Regions from separate parts of the Gossypium hirsutum genome. Here region 1 is linked to region 2. The links are chromatin contacts, called in public Hi-C maps. All regions are on one chromosome and are shown on one strand. The core of a region is the stretch at or near the end of the contact, and the rest is flanking DNA. Distances in the headings are between cores, read along the strand shown.

Evidence for each region. Hi-C and Micro-C count contacts between places; a contact is called where the count stands out from the background.
Region 1: a contact with region 2 is called in a Hi-C map of leaf, with 2.5 times the contacts expected there. The contact joins the promoter of LOC121223170 here to the enhancer-like site in region 2. A contact is called at or near these places in 5 of 34 Hi-C or Micro-C datasets (callus, hypocotyl, leaf and 1 more).

The regions. Positions count from the first base shown.
Region 1 is chrD11:29,668,352-29,674,857 of Gossypium_hirsutum_v2.1, forward strand. It overlaps LOC121223170, which reads right to left and starts at 4,116. Exons shown (of 2, transcript XM_041104266.1): 1 at 4,078-4,116; 2 at 3,325-3,822. The coding sequence starts at 4,116. The coding sequence ends at 3,325. LOC121223171 reads right to left here. Exons shown (of 3, transcript XM_041104267.1): 2 at 5,284-5,441; 3 at 4,811-5,166. The coding sequence ends at 4,811.
Region 2 is chrD11:29,571,154-29,577,833 of Gossypium_hirsutum_v2.1, forward strand. No RefSeq gene overlaps it. Among protein-coding and RNA genes, the nearest start is that of LOC107913352, 17 kb to the left of the region's middle. Within about 2 kb of position 3,333, at least 8 of the 9 cell types and tissues checked have an H3K27ac peak or open chromatin away from gene starts, as enhancers often do. A contact at or near this core is called in hypocotyl and leaf, where this site is marked.

The DNA.
Region 1 (6,506 bases), core at 2,866-5,365, 98 kb after region 2:
GACCTTCTAAAGTGATGCTTGATAACTCGATTTTTCAGGTGATGGGAGATGATATGTAAAAACATTGTCACTTGCTCATGAACAAGCATGTTTCTGGACGACTTCAATCCCCCTAACGATTCTAACATCTCACATAGTTTAAAAAAGGCAGTTCTATTCATCCTAACTTGTTCAATACAGGTCTCGTCACTAGCATATACAAGCTTTTTCACATAATCTCGTTTTGCATAAAAATCTAAGGTGTAGGACCTAATCATTGGTCCATAAGTATGTAGGCTAAGGCTGGCACCCATTCTAAATAAGAACCTTATCGCAATTCTACAGATTTCCAACCATATTGTCAATGCAGCACCAATTCTTTTACGCCTCACACTTTGTGCAATTAAAGGCAGACGAGCCATTACTGCAACATATTAAAATTAGAACTCAGTATCAATCCCCTGAAGTTGCAATTACACATTATCAATATATTTATAAATTATAAAATTTATTCGTCTATAGCAATTTGCATAAATTTTTTGTCTTCGTAATTAAAATTTGTAGGAATATGTATAATTGAACTAAAATTAATTGTTGGTATTTGTTAGATTATAACTAAACTCATTATGATTTAATAAATTATAAAGCATGTTCAAATTTGTAGCTTTTTCTTTTGAGTTCAAAAATAATTTTCAAAAATAATTCTGATTTAGAAAGTTGTTTGTTTGGTATTACATACGGCTCTAACACTTTTGAGAAGCAATTTAAGAAATAATACTATACTAGGCTTAATAATTATTAATCAAATTTTTTTATCAAATTTATTACTAATCATTAAATTTAAGGTAAATTGCACCTAAGGTAATTAAATTGTTAATATATTTAGCTAATGTGTCTCAACATTTCTAAAAACTTAAAAAGAAAAACTGTAAAAATAGACCTTCAAATTAGTTAACTAACTATTAAATCAACATTATAAATGTTTATTTAAAATTTATTTTTTAGACTTTAGAGATGCAAAATTATTAAAATAAATCTCGTATAAGATATCTTTTTTCAATTAATAAAATAGCTAATTCATTCAATTTTTGTTGAGATATTGTTAATCTTCAGTAAGATTTTATCAATTTTAATTTTGAGAACATTTTCTCCGTTGCTGTAACAAAAACATGAGTAATTAACATTATACGCATTTGAAAAGGAATGAACTCTTTATGAATAATTATGTCAATTGAGTGTCATTTTATAATTTGATAATTTATTTGAAAATAATATTATAATCAATTCGAATTAAATAAGAAATTTGAATATTATTATGAAGTATAAAAATTTGCGTTAGCATTTCAATCGGTTGATGTACCGAATTATATTTTAATTAAAATATGAAGATTTAATCTTAAATTTGGACATTATATAAGAATCGAAATTGGAACTTGATTGATTGTTTGAGTCTTTAATAATTAATTCAATAATTAAAAATAGAGAGCTTATTATATAAAAAAAGCCTTGTAAATTAATTCAATAATTATTTGACTCTTTAATAATAACAACATAATTAACCCTTAATCGAATATCTACCTCTACCTCAAGTAACTCTTTTACAGCATTTCATTTCAAAATCTAAAGAATAACAGAACTATATCATACCAAACTTGCAATTAATAATCCCCAAAACAAGCAGGAACCAGAACCTATAAAATAATATCAAAACAGACGCAATAATTTCCAGTTTCATCTTCTAGTCACTAACAACAACTAAACAATTTCTGAATTGAAAAAACAGCACTAACAACATTTTCCACTGTAAACTCCTTCAAACAACAGCAGAGTATCCCAAAACTGTCTGGATTTAAATGGCAATTCACAAGTCTGGATCAGTCATTAAGCTAACTTAGAAAATGAAGCCGTAATTGCTCACTGCCTCAAGTCTGCAGTTAAGCTTATTAACTTTGATTGCAACCAAAATGAACCTAATGGTTCAGTACTACTACCTATGAAATAATAAACATAGCTTAAACAACTTCAATTAACATACTTGCATGCCTTAAAAGTATTTGGATTACATAACAAAGGAAAAGAGACAACAATCTTCCATGTATCAGATGTAAGATATCTATCAAACCCAACACCATTCCACCTAAGCTAAGCAAACTAGAACAAAATCTAGCCAAAAGAGCAGAGCATTACTAACAACAAAGTATAAACAGACCAAACAGACCAAGACGCAACAACAACTAAAATTACGCAAATTCTCCATTGTTTGGAATTTGAGCAGATTAAGTATGCCAAACAACAACTAAACAATCATAAAGCTCATTAGCATGCCAAAGAACAAAAACAACAGATCGAAAGCAGTTAAGTAGGAATAGCAAGGGAGAGCATATTCGTCCCCTCAAGTTTCTCTTCACAAATCGTAGAGGAGTTTTACTTGGGAAGGAAAACTAACCTGTAACCAGGGAAATTGGGGAAGAGTTCGATGAACAACAACCTGTAATAAGAAAAGAGAAATCGATTAACTCAAACAAATAATGCAATACAGGCAAGAATCGAAACAAAGAACTGAAACAAATAATGCAATACAGGCAAGAACCGAAACAAACTATTTAGCCCTAAAATTATGTCTTTCAATCGAACATGCAAAACAAACTTTGGAAAAACCTCTGGAAAACTAACCGGGTGAATGCAAAATTAGGCAAGATTGCGATGAAGAAGGTGTTTGAAATAAGAAAAGGGAAATCGATTTGGGTTAGTGAACAGTTAAAATAAAACAGCAAATCGGTTCCTCCTTCTTGATAAAATAAAGAAAATCAAAGAAACAAACTCAAATCAATGACGGACTGAGTGGAAGGGAAAAGAAATTACCTGTGTAAGGAGGCGTCGAAGAATCTGAAGGCTGAGGACGAGGGCAAAAAATGGAAAAGCAGAGAAGGGGAAAACACGGATTAGGAAATCGGGGATGAGGGAGCGTAATAGTTATTACGCGCAATAACTGCATAGGGGGTAACCGATTACACGCGGATTGGGATTACAGCGAATCAAACGGCCGTTTAGCAGTGGGCCCGCTGCATAGGGGGGAATACGCATGCATACCCCCCAACCAAACGCGCTGTTAAGCTTTGGCCCGGAAGGAAATTTAAAACTAAACTAAGAATATTCTAGAATACCATAATTATACCCCTATTCTGCCCAATCAGAAAACTGATACACATCTTGTTTGCTAGGCTGGCATTTCTTCTTCAAGACGTTTTCACAATTCCAAGGGGAGTATTTAACACTTTGTCTGTTGATCTGCCCATTTCACAGCTTCCCTTTCTTTCTCTTTTTCTCTATCCATTTTCAATCCGGTTATCGTACACTGTCATTTACTCTCTGAAATTCGGCATATTCAGGAACACTATCCACCAGGTATATCTCCTCCCTTTTCTTCATTGATTCTCTAGCTAGTATATGTGTTAAACTATTTGTTGCTCTTGGGATATATTCAAACGTTAAGTTTCTAGATCTGGACATTATTTGCTGGATATCATGTATATATGCTCTGATATGTGATTTGTCCTCTCTGTTTTCCTTGCATTTCTTGATGATTGATAATGAATCACCTTCAATAATGATCTTGGACCATTTCATCTCTATCCCGATTTGGACTGCTCTACGGCAAGCGAGTGCCTCCGCGGCAAAAGCTGAGCCTATCTGGTGATGAATCTCTAAGCAAGATATTAGGGCCTTTCCTTCAGTGTTTCTAACCACTATCCCCGAAGCCGCTTGACTAGATCTTTCATCATATGCTGCGTCAAAATTAATCTTCACTGTCTGATTAGGTGGGTGTTTCCATTTACTGAATTTCTGGGTAATTTTTTATGTTTCTTTTTCACTCTCATCTAACTTTCTGATGTAGCTCTGGAAAAAATTTGCAATTTCTTTCCCAGATCTACTAACTTTCTCATGTTATCTACTATTTCTTTCTCCTCAGATTGTCCATAACGCGCAACAAAATAATCAGCATAAGGAAATGTTATTCTGAGCAAACACCTAGGTTAGCCATTGTAGAAATTCCATATTAGCCTGTAGAAGCTTCTGGAATGATAATTCTGTCCATACTGTCACTGATACAGGGCATTCCCGGAAGAGATCGTCCATCGTTTCCACTACTGATTCACACCGGGGGCAAATGACATTAGTAATTAGCTTTTTGTATTGCATGTTAGCTCGTGTAGGCAAGTAATTCAAGGAGGTTTTCCAAACTGTAATCTTAATTTTGGAGGGTAGATTTAATAGCCATAGTTTTTTATAGAAACTACTTAGTCAGTTTTTAAAGCATAAACACTAGGATCTTCCGACCTTTGTAATAGTTTATAGGCACTACGGACAAAGTATTCTCTCGAGAGTTCACCATTCCAAGCCAGAAAATCATCACGAGGTGCTTTCGCAAGAGGAATATGCAAAATCTTCTCTGCTACTTCATTCAAAAAGGTATTGACAATGTTCTCTATTTTCCAGCTTCTGTTATTAACATCAATAAGCTCAGCAACTTTAAAATCACATAAATTGTTAATAATCGATGATAATCTATAATTTCTTGTATCCAAAATCCATGCATCATGAAGAACTGAGATATTCGTGCCCCTACCCACCTTCCAGCAAAGTCCCTCCCCTAAAATTCCTTTTGCCGCCCATAAGCTTTTCCATGTATACGAGCTATTATTCTTCAAGCGCGAATTTAAAAAATTCTCATTTGGAAAATATTTCACTTTAAGAACTTGCGCAATTAAAGAATTTGGACTATTTAAAATTCTCCATCCTTGCTTTGCTAGTAATAAAGTATTAAATTGGGTCATACTCTGAAAACCCATTCCGCCCTCTTCTTTCGGTCGACACAGAAACTTCCACTGGCACCAACGAATTCCTTTTTCCCATATCCCTTTTGCCACCAAAATTTAGCAAAGACATTTTCGAGGTCCCCACAGAAAGATTTTGGTAAAAGAAAATAAGACATAACATAGGTGGGTATTGCTTGAAGCACTGATTTGATAAAAGCCTCCTTACCCCATTGTGATAATAGTTTGACAATCCAGTCTTCAATTATTGCATGGATCCTCTCTTTAAGATTCTGAAAAGATTCTTTCTTTCGTCTGCCAAGCACATTGGGAAGTCCTAAATATTTCTCCGGATTTGTTGAACTTCTTACCCCTATTAATGACGAAATTTTACATTTTCTTCCTTCCAATGTGTTTGAACTATAAAAAATCGTAGATTTGTTAAAATTCACACATTATCTTGAGCACTTTTCATATTCCTTCAAAATACCTTTTAAAACCATCGCTCTATTACGTGTTGCTTCTCCAAACAATATACAATCATCTACAAAAAGCAAGTATGATACCGCTGGACCCTGCCTGCTAGCCTTTGCGCCTTTTAATAGACCCTCTTTTGTTGCCAATCTCATCAACGATGAAAGGCCCTCACTACAGAAAAGAGAAAGAAAAGGACTCAGAGGATCTCCTTGTCTCAACCCTTTAGTAGATTCAAAATTTTTTCCTCTTCCTCCATTAATGTTTACTACATTCGAAACTGTGGTAATGCATTTCAGAATTAATGCCACTCATTCTTTAGCAAAATCCATCTTTAACATTACTTCCTTTAAAAATTCCCATTCAACTCTATCATAGGCTTTGCTCATATCTAGCTTCACTGCCATATATCCTTTCTTCCATGTATGCTTTAGTCGGAGAGTGTGCAAAATTTTATAAGCCAAAAGCACGTTATCAGAGATTAATCTGCCAGGGACAAAAGCACTCCGAGTCGTATCAATACATCTCCCAATTACTACTTGAAGTTGATTGGCTAGTGTTTTGGCCACAATTTTGTAAATAACTGTGCACAAGCTAATAGGCCTATAATTAACGAGATTTGTAGGGTTTGGGGTCTTTGGGATCAGCACTATATCTATTGAATTGAAAGAGCCAAAATTTTAATCTTCATTCAAAATTCCTAAACAAAAGGTTGTGATGTCTTTACTAACGATGCGCCAGAATTTTTTAAAAAATAATACGGAAAAACCATCGGGTCCTGGTGCTTTAGTAGGCCCCATACTTTTCAAGGCCACATACACTTCGTCTGCTGTAAATGTTGACAGTAGAAAAGTATTAATATTTTGTGGAATACTATTGTCAATACCCATCAGTAACCTCATATATCTCAATCTTATCAGTAACCTCTCCTCTTTCATCAAGTTCCAGCCTAGATATTGTGTTTACTCTTTTACGATTTGAGGCATATTTGTGAAAAAAGGCTGAATTCTTATCTCCTAGTTTAAGCCAGTTTGCCCTTACCCTCTATTCCCAATACATTTCCTCTTTATCAATTTCCATATTAAGATGAATTTTAGTATCAATAATCTTTGCCAATGTATCATCATCCCTTTCTTTCTCAATCAGTATCTCTAAGTCCTTAGTAAGCTTCCTCTTGAGCCCCTCTTGCCTTTTTTTAATTTTTCCTGCCCAGCCCACTTACTAACCAATCTCCACTTA
Region 2 (6,680 bases), core at 2,083-4,582:
TGTAAATGCTGCAAACGTTTGCGACGTTTTCGTTAGCGGCATTTTTTGCGGCGCTTGTGGAAGCACCGCAAATACCTTTAGTGGCGTTAAAAAGCGCCGCTAAAGACCTGTTTTGGTGTAGTGACAATTGATATAGTTGTAACTAGTAGTAATTGAGAAAAAATAAAGTTATTACATTTTTTTCTCAATTTTAAGATAAGGGTAAACTATCAAAATAATCATTTTGTTTGTCTCAGGTTATATTTTAGTCACTCATATTTGAAATGTTATATTTTAGTCACTTACATTATCGTGTTATAACATTTTAGTCACTAAGCATTAATTGACGTTAACGGTGTAAAGATAAGTTGACGTGACACATTAAAGCATCATTTAAAATGAAAATTTTAAATTAAATTATACAATTCGTCCCTATATTTTTTCGTTTTAAGCAATTTAATTTTTTTCCTTTATGTTCTTTGAACTTTTTTTTTCATTCTCTTCTCGCCTCCCTCTATTTTCCTCAATTCTCAATTTCTTTTAACGTAGGTTTTTTTATGTTTTTAATTTGTTAATACTAGTCCCTATACTTTTATTTTTTTGAACAATTTAATTTTTTTCTTTTTATTTCTTTATTTTCCTTTTCTTCTTCCTCTTTATTTTTCTTTTTTATCACATTCTTCACTACAAAAACATAATCTTTGCCCACCAAACAAACCAACTCCTTGTTTATTTCACATGATTCCTAAATTGAATTTCACTCAAAACCGAATATCAATCATTGTTAATCAAATCTTGATTTGAATATAACATAATTTTGAAACTAAAATTTGATCTAACTTATCAATATAAAAAACCATATCTTTAATCAAACCTAAACATAAATTGAATTCTTTGTATTCAAAATGATTTTATTTTGTTTCCAAACTTTTACAGAATCGTGTAGATTATTCCTTTCTTTTTCTTTTATTTTCTGATGAATAAAATTAAGTAAATGATAAAATTGATCTAAATCTTCTTGGATATTTCCAAGCAAGCTTAATTGGAAGCCAAGCATGGGTAAATTGAAGAGAGAAAGGGAGCATGGAATCAAACTGGTTTGGGTAAAGTAGAGGGTAAGTTTCTTATGGTGGTCATTTTAGTCATTAAGAGTGTAGAGTTTGTTTGTAGAATCCGTAAAACAACATAGTTTTGAGAGGGCAAAAAGGTTGTAGGTAAGATAAATAAGGTGACTGTGGGGGTTGGTTAGGAGTTTAAGGGAACTGGCTCGGCAAACTCTGTTGAGGGTGGATTTCCATAAGTCATGGTTGTCGAGGTCTTCGAGTGAGGTGAGCTTGTGGACTAGGTCATTGAGAGATCCAAATTGGTTCGTTAAAGCGATGATGGACGATGAGGGTTTGTAATTGTGGGCTGAGAATATGCAAAGCAATTTTTATTTTGGTTTCAACTTTCGACTTTTCATTTTTCATAAACATAAAAAAAGTTTTAACAAATTGGAAAAATAGAAAAAAAAATGTGTTAAAAGAGATGGAGAAAGGAAGAAAATAGAGGGAGAAGCAAAAGAGAATGAAAAAAAAAGTTAAAAAAATATAAAAGAAAAAAATTAAATTGCTCAAAACAAAAAATATGGGGACCAATTGTATAATTTAACCTAAATTTTTTGTTTGAAATAATGATTTAACGTGCCACTTTAGTTTATCATTACACCGTTAATGGAAATTGACGACTCAATGACTAAAATGTTATAATACGTTAACGTAAGCGACTAAAATGTAACATTTCAAACTTAAGTGACTAAAATGTAACTTGAGGTAAACAAAAGTGACCATTTTGATAGTTTACCCTTAAAATAAATAGTTTTGATGGTGATATAACAATAAGCTATTCTTTAGGGACTCTTATTTATTTTTTGGCTGAAAATGTTAATAAGAATAGGTGGAGATGACTAAGCTTGTTGGCTGAAAATGCTTTAATAATTTGTTCCATGAATATCAATTATGTAGACCGATGATTGAGCAAAAGATTACAAGATCGAAAGCTATTTGTCAATATTTATATACTACAAGGTTTTTAAATCTATAAAAGAGGTAAAACCAGAGAAACATAACCCAAAATTGAACTGAGCAAACTACAAAATCAAAATGAAATAAGATGAGCATGGGGCTAGTTGAAGAAGGTGAAAATACAGGTGGGGAACTGTGGCTTTGCCATCATACATGGAATACTCGCCTTGCATTCCAACACCAACAGGGAAGAATAAACAGACAAAGAAATAAATATTTTAATGGAAACTAGATAAAGCAGTTTGTCAAACCCTAGATATGTATAAAACACCTTTAACCATAATCTAGTCTTTATTATAGACGGCTTCAAATATGAGATCGAATCAGGGATTCACGCCTGCCGCCCTGCATGGTCCCATTTACATTATCCGATAATTATATTTGATGGGTCCCTGTAATCTTTTTAGCTTTTTCAGATTTGTTTTCTAGTATTTGACATGATTAACTCAATAAATATAGGTGAGAATTGAGGTCAGACAATACAAAATACTACATTATTATTTCTTTTTTATAATCATTAATGGCACGGATTTACGACCTTGCAAGTGGGATTCAACTTCTTCATCATGGATACTATCCTACAAGTTCATCAATTTCCATATCAAAATATAATTAATGTTTTGCACGCGAAAGAAGAAATTATAGATCTTAGGCTTAAAAGGGTAAAAAAGATATCAAAAACTTGATCCTATTCAACAAACATTGGTTTACGGGTGGGGTTATTAGATTTTTTTAAGGCTTTAACTCAGGTTTTTCTACTTTTTAAATTTAGATATTTTCATATATAATTTATCTGGAAAGAATTTTTTATAATAATATCCATGCCGTTAAAATAAAAAAGTCAATTTTTTTTGCTCATTACAAAATGCAAAGAAAAAACAGAAAGAAGCCAAGCAAGAGAAAACGCCTTGACAGATTACAACCAAGCAACAAAGAATTGGTCTGAGGTAACACCCTTCTTGGCAAAAAAATCAACAATAGAATAGGCCTCCTGATGGTGTGAACAAACGACACCTGCAGGCAGCGATCAATAAGACCATCAATGTCATTAAAGAACTTCCAAAGCCTCCAAGGTCGATTACCTCTATCCTGGACCCATGAAAGAGCAGTCACAGAGTCTGAATCAATCAATAAAGAGACTGAATTGATCCAGACAGATTCAAGAAGAGTTTCAAAGCTGTGCGAATAGAGATTAACTCAGTAACATTCAAGTCAAGGCACTCAAGGTGTCCATGGAAGATACCACCAATACGAAAAAAGAAAAAGGCCAGGTCTCAAGTTTGGGCCTGTATTTGGATTTACAAGCTTGAGCTATCTTTTTCTTTAAAATAAATGGGCTGCAGTTTAGAAGGGTCCAGAATAAAAAATGAAAATGGGTTTCAAAGTGACCTTAAAAACTAATTTGACCTTGGAAGGAAACAAATTGAGTTTTCAGAAATTATAGTTCTAAACCCAAAGAAATATGGTCTTCTACAAAATAAATTTTATTCCAATTTTACTCTTTTAATTATTATTATTTTTAATTTTCCTTTTTAACCCTCGATATTCAAATATCTATCCTACCATTTCAAAATTTAAAAAATTAAGCTAAAGTTTAAAATTAATTTCAATTTTATTGCGATTCTAATTCAATTTATCTCAAAACTTCAAATTTTCAAGAAAAAGATAAATTTCCCTTCAATTAAAGCTCTGATTTTAAAATTAAATATACCACAATTTAAATTGAAAATTGAGATAATTATGCCTAGGAGTGCAAAACCATCCTATCTGAATCACAACCCTTGGGAAGAATTAGGCGTCCACAATCATCTTCTTTTAATGGGGATAAAAATTTGTTTTTTCTCCGATAATATTTGCGAATAATAAAAAAATGACTGATAACTCACACGCTTATATTTTTATATAATTTTATTGATAAATTAAAAAAACCATATAAAATATCATATACTGGTTACATTTAGGCATGGTGCACCATTACCAGTTAGCAATGTGTGGCTATTTTACCCATCTAACCTAAAAAATTAATATTTATAAAAATGACCATGGTTCAAAAATATTCATCCAAATGACTTGAAATGAACAGTAAATTTGAGTTTTGGGAACCCAATGTCTGGCACCCCTAGTATTTTAGTCCCATGATTGCTTAATGATTATGTCAGGTTTAAAAAAAATGATTATTTTGATTTTGGGACATGAATTGCCGACATCAGGGTATTTTTTTTTAAACCGTATTATATTGGTATACTGAAATACCAATATTTGAAAAAAAAAGTTTTGGGTTATGGCCATCTAATGGCCCACACCAGAGTACTTTAAAAAAATTTTGGGTGTTGGTAAATAGATGGCTAGCACCAGCACCTTTTTTGTGTCCGAAGACAATTTTTTTTTCCTTTGGCACACTGATAGTTGGCATCACTTTTTTCGGGTCCTGAATTTTTTTTGGGACATTGATGACTGGTACCAACTTTATCAGATTAAAAAAATTGGATTTAGGATACTAATGGCCGGTACCAACTTTATCAGATATATATAGGTGTTTTGTCTTCCAACTGAGTTTTTGTTTGCTTTTTTGTTTGCTTTATTAATTGAAAATCGAGATTAAAAATATCAGTTTTTTCTTTGTTGAGAAGGAAGCAAAAATTTTTGAAGATGATTTCCCATTTTGTTTGTTTATGTTCATTTCGATGGAAAAATGATAAATACAACTGAAGAAGTTTGTGTCTTTCAAAGTCGAAAAAAAAACTAAGAAATGAGATTCAACAAGCATGTTTCACTGACAGATTTAAAACGAAAAATCAGTACAAAGATAGCTACCCGTTGCGGGTAGCAAATGTTGAAACTATTTTACAAATTTCTGGTTTCAATAAATCAGTTCAAGTTCTTGAAAATGGAGCTTGAAAATGATGATGATTTATGGACAATGATAGCAATTTATTGCCCCCTGAGATGGATAATCCCAGCCCAGTTGAGTTGTTCGAGGAGATAGCTAAACCGGATCCCATTCAAGTTGTAACTCCAGCAAGCCAGTGTTCTGGAATTGATTTTGATCTTAACGTCTACTGGGAAGATCAGTTGGGTTGTGAAGGTCAATGCCAACTCCCGAAAATCCAAACATTGGTGGATGTTCGTATAACATCCCAAACTTGTGTACTAGTCTAGGGATCCATCCAGAGGTGTTGGCCACCATAGAAGATGGTGATGAAGGGTCCAATAATGATGATCAGTCCCACCGTGATCCTAACGATGATTTCAATGACCCCGATTTGGATGACATCCCTAAAGACATAAACGAGGAGGGCCCGGTAGAGGGTGAAAATGTAAACTCCCATTTGGCCGGGAACACAGGCCCAGGTATAATTATAAGAATAATCCAAAGTCCTTCATGACTGATGTAGTTCCTGATGCAGCTCTTGCACGCGAGTTCTCAAAATATTCAAACATTGTCCCGGCTTACCTACTTGATGAAGAATTCGATGGTGAAGAGTTGTTTGTATGACAACAATTCAATAACAAGAAAAACTATTTACATGCAATAAAACAACTTAGCTTGAAGTTAGGTGTGGACTATAAAGTGATGAAATTGACGTAGGCTTTATACGTCGGAGAATGTTGAAAAGCCTCAAGTGGGTGTAACTAGCGTGTCTCAGCCGCGTTAATGCAACAAACTCAGATATGGATGATAAGGAAAATAGAATGACTAAACACGTGCACGTCTGCTCGTATGTCACAAGACTATCGAAAGTTAGATGCAAAAACCATATGCAACTACATCATCCCTTTAGAGAAAGAGTCGCCTACCATTTAGGTGTCGGTCCTTATTACGGACATGCAAGCTCAATTCAAGTACAACATGTCGTACCAAAAGGCATGGTTGGCGAAGTAAATGGTGGTGCAGGAGTATGTGCTGGGGACAGTGACTGATTTGCAAACACTGTCGTATAAAGGTCTGGACGAGGAGATACAACTAGGGAAACAAGTTTTTCACCAATATTTTTGGATGTTCGAGCCATGTGTTAGGGCCTTTCCTCACTGTAAGCCGATAGTGCAGGTGGACGAAACCTGGTTGTACGACAAATACACATAAATTAAATGAAATGAAATTTGAAATGAAAATATAAATTGAAATGAAAAAAAAAATTTGACAAGACATATCATGATAGGCTTGTCAAAATAGGGCATCAATTGGTCGGCACGAGTCAGAGCCCAAGTGGCAAGTGGCCTTTGAATGGCCAGCACTATCAGGCTAGGCCTGCTCAGACGTGACCCGACTGGTCAGGGCCTAAAACTTTGATTTGAAAAAAATTAAATGAGAAAAAATTTGAATTTAAATGAAATTTAAAATTTTGAAATAAAATGAAATTAAAATATAAATTGAAATGAAAAAAAACTGAATATGAAAAAAGAATAAATTGAAATGAAATGAAATGTGAAATGAATATGAAATAAAATGTAATTTGAAATGAATCTAAAACGAAATGAAAGTTGAAATGAAAAAAAATTGAAATGAGACAAAAAATTAATAAGAAAAATAAATTGAAATAATAAAAAATAAATTTAAATGGAAAAAAATTAAATGAAATGAAATGTGAAATGAAAATGAAATGAAATGAAAAAAAAATGATAAGACATATCATGACA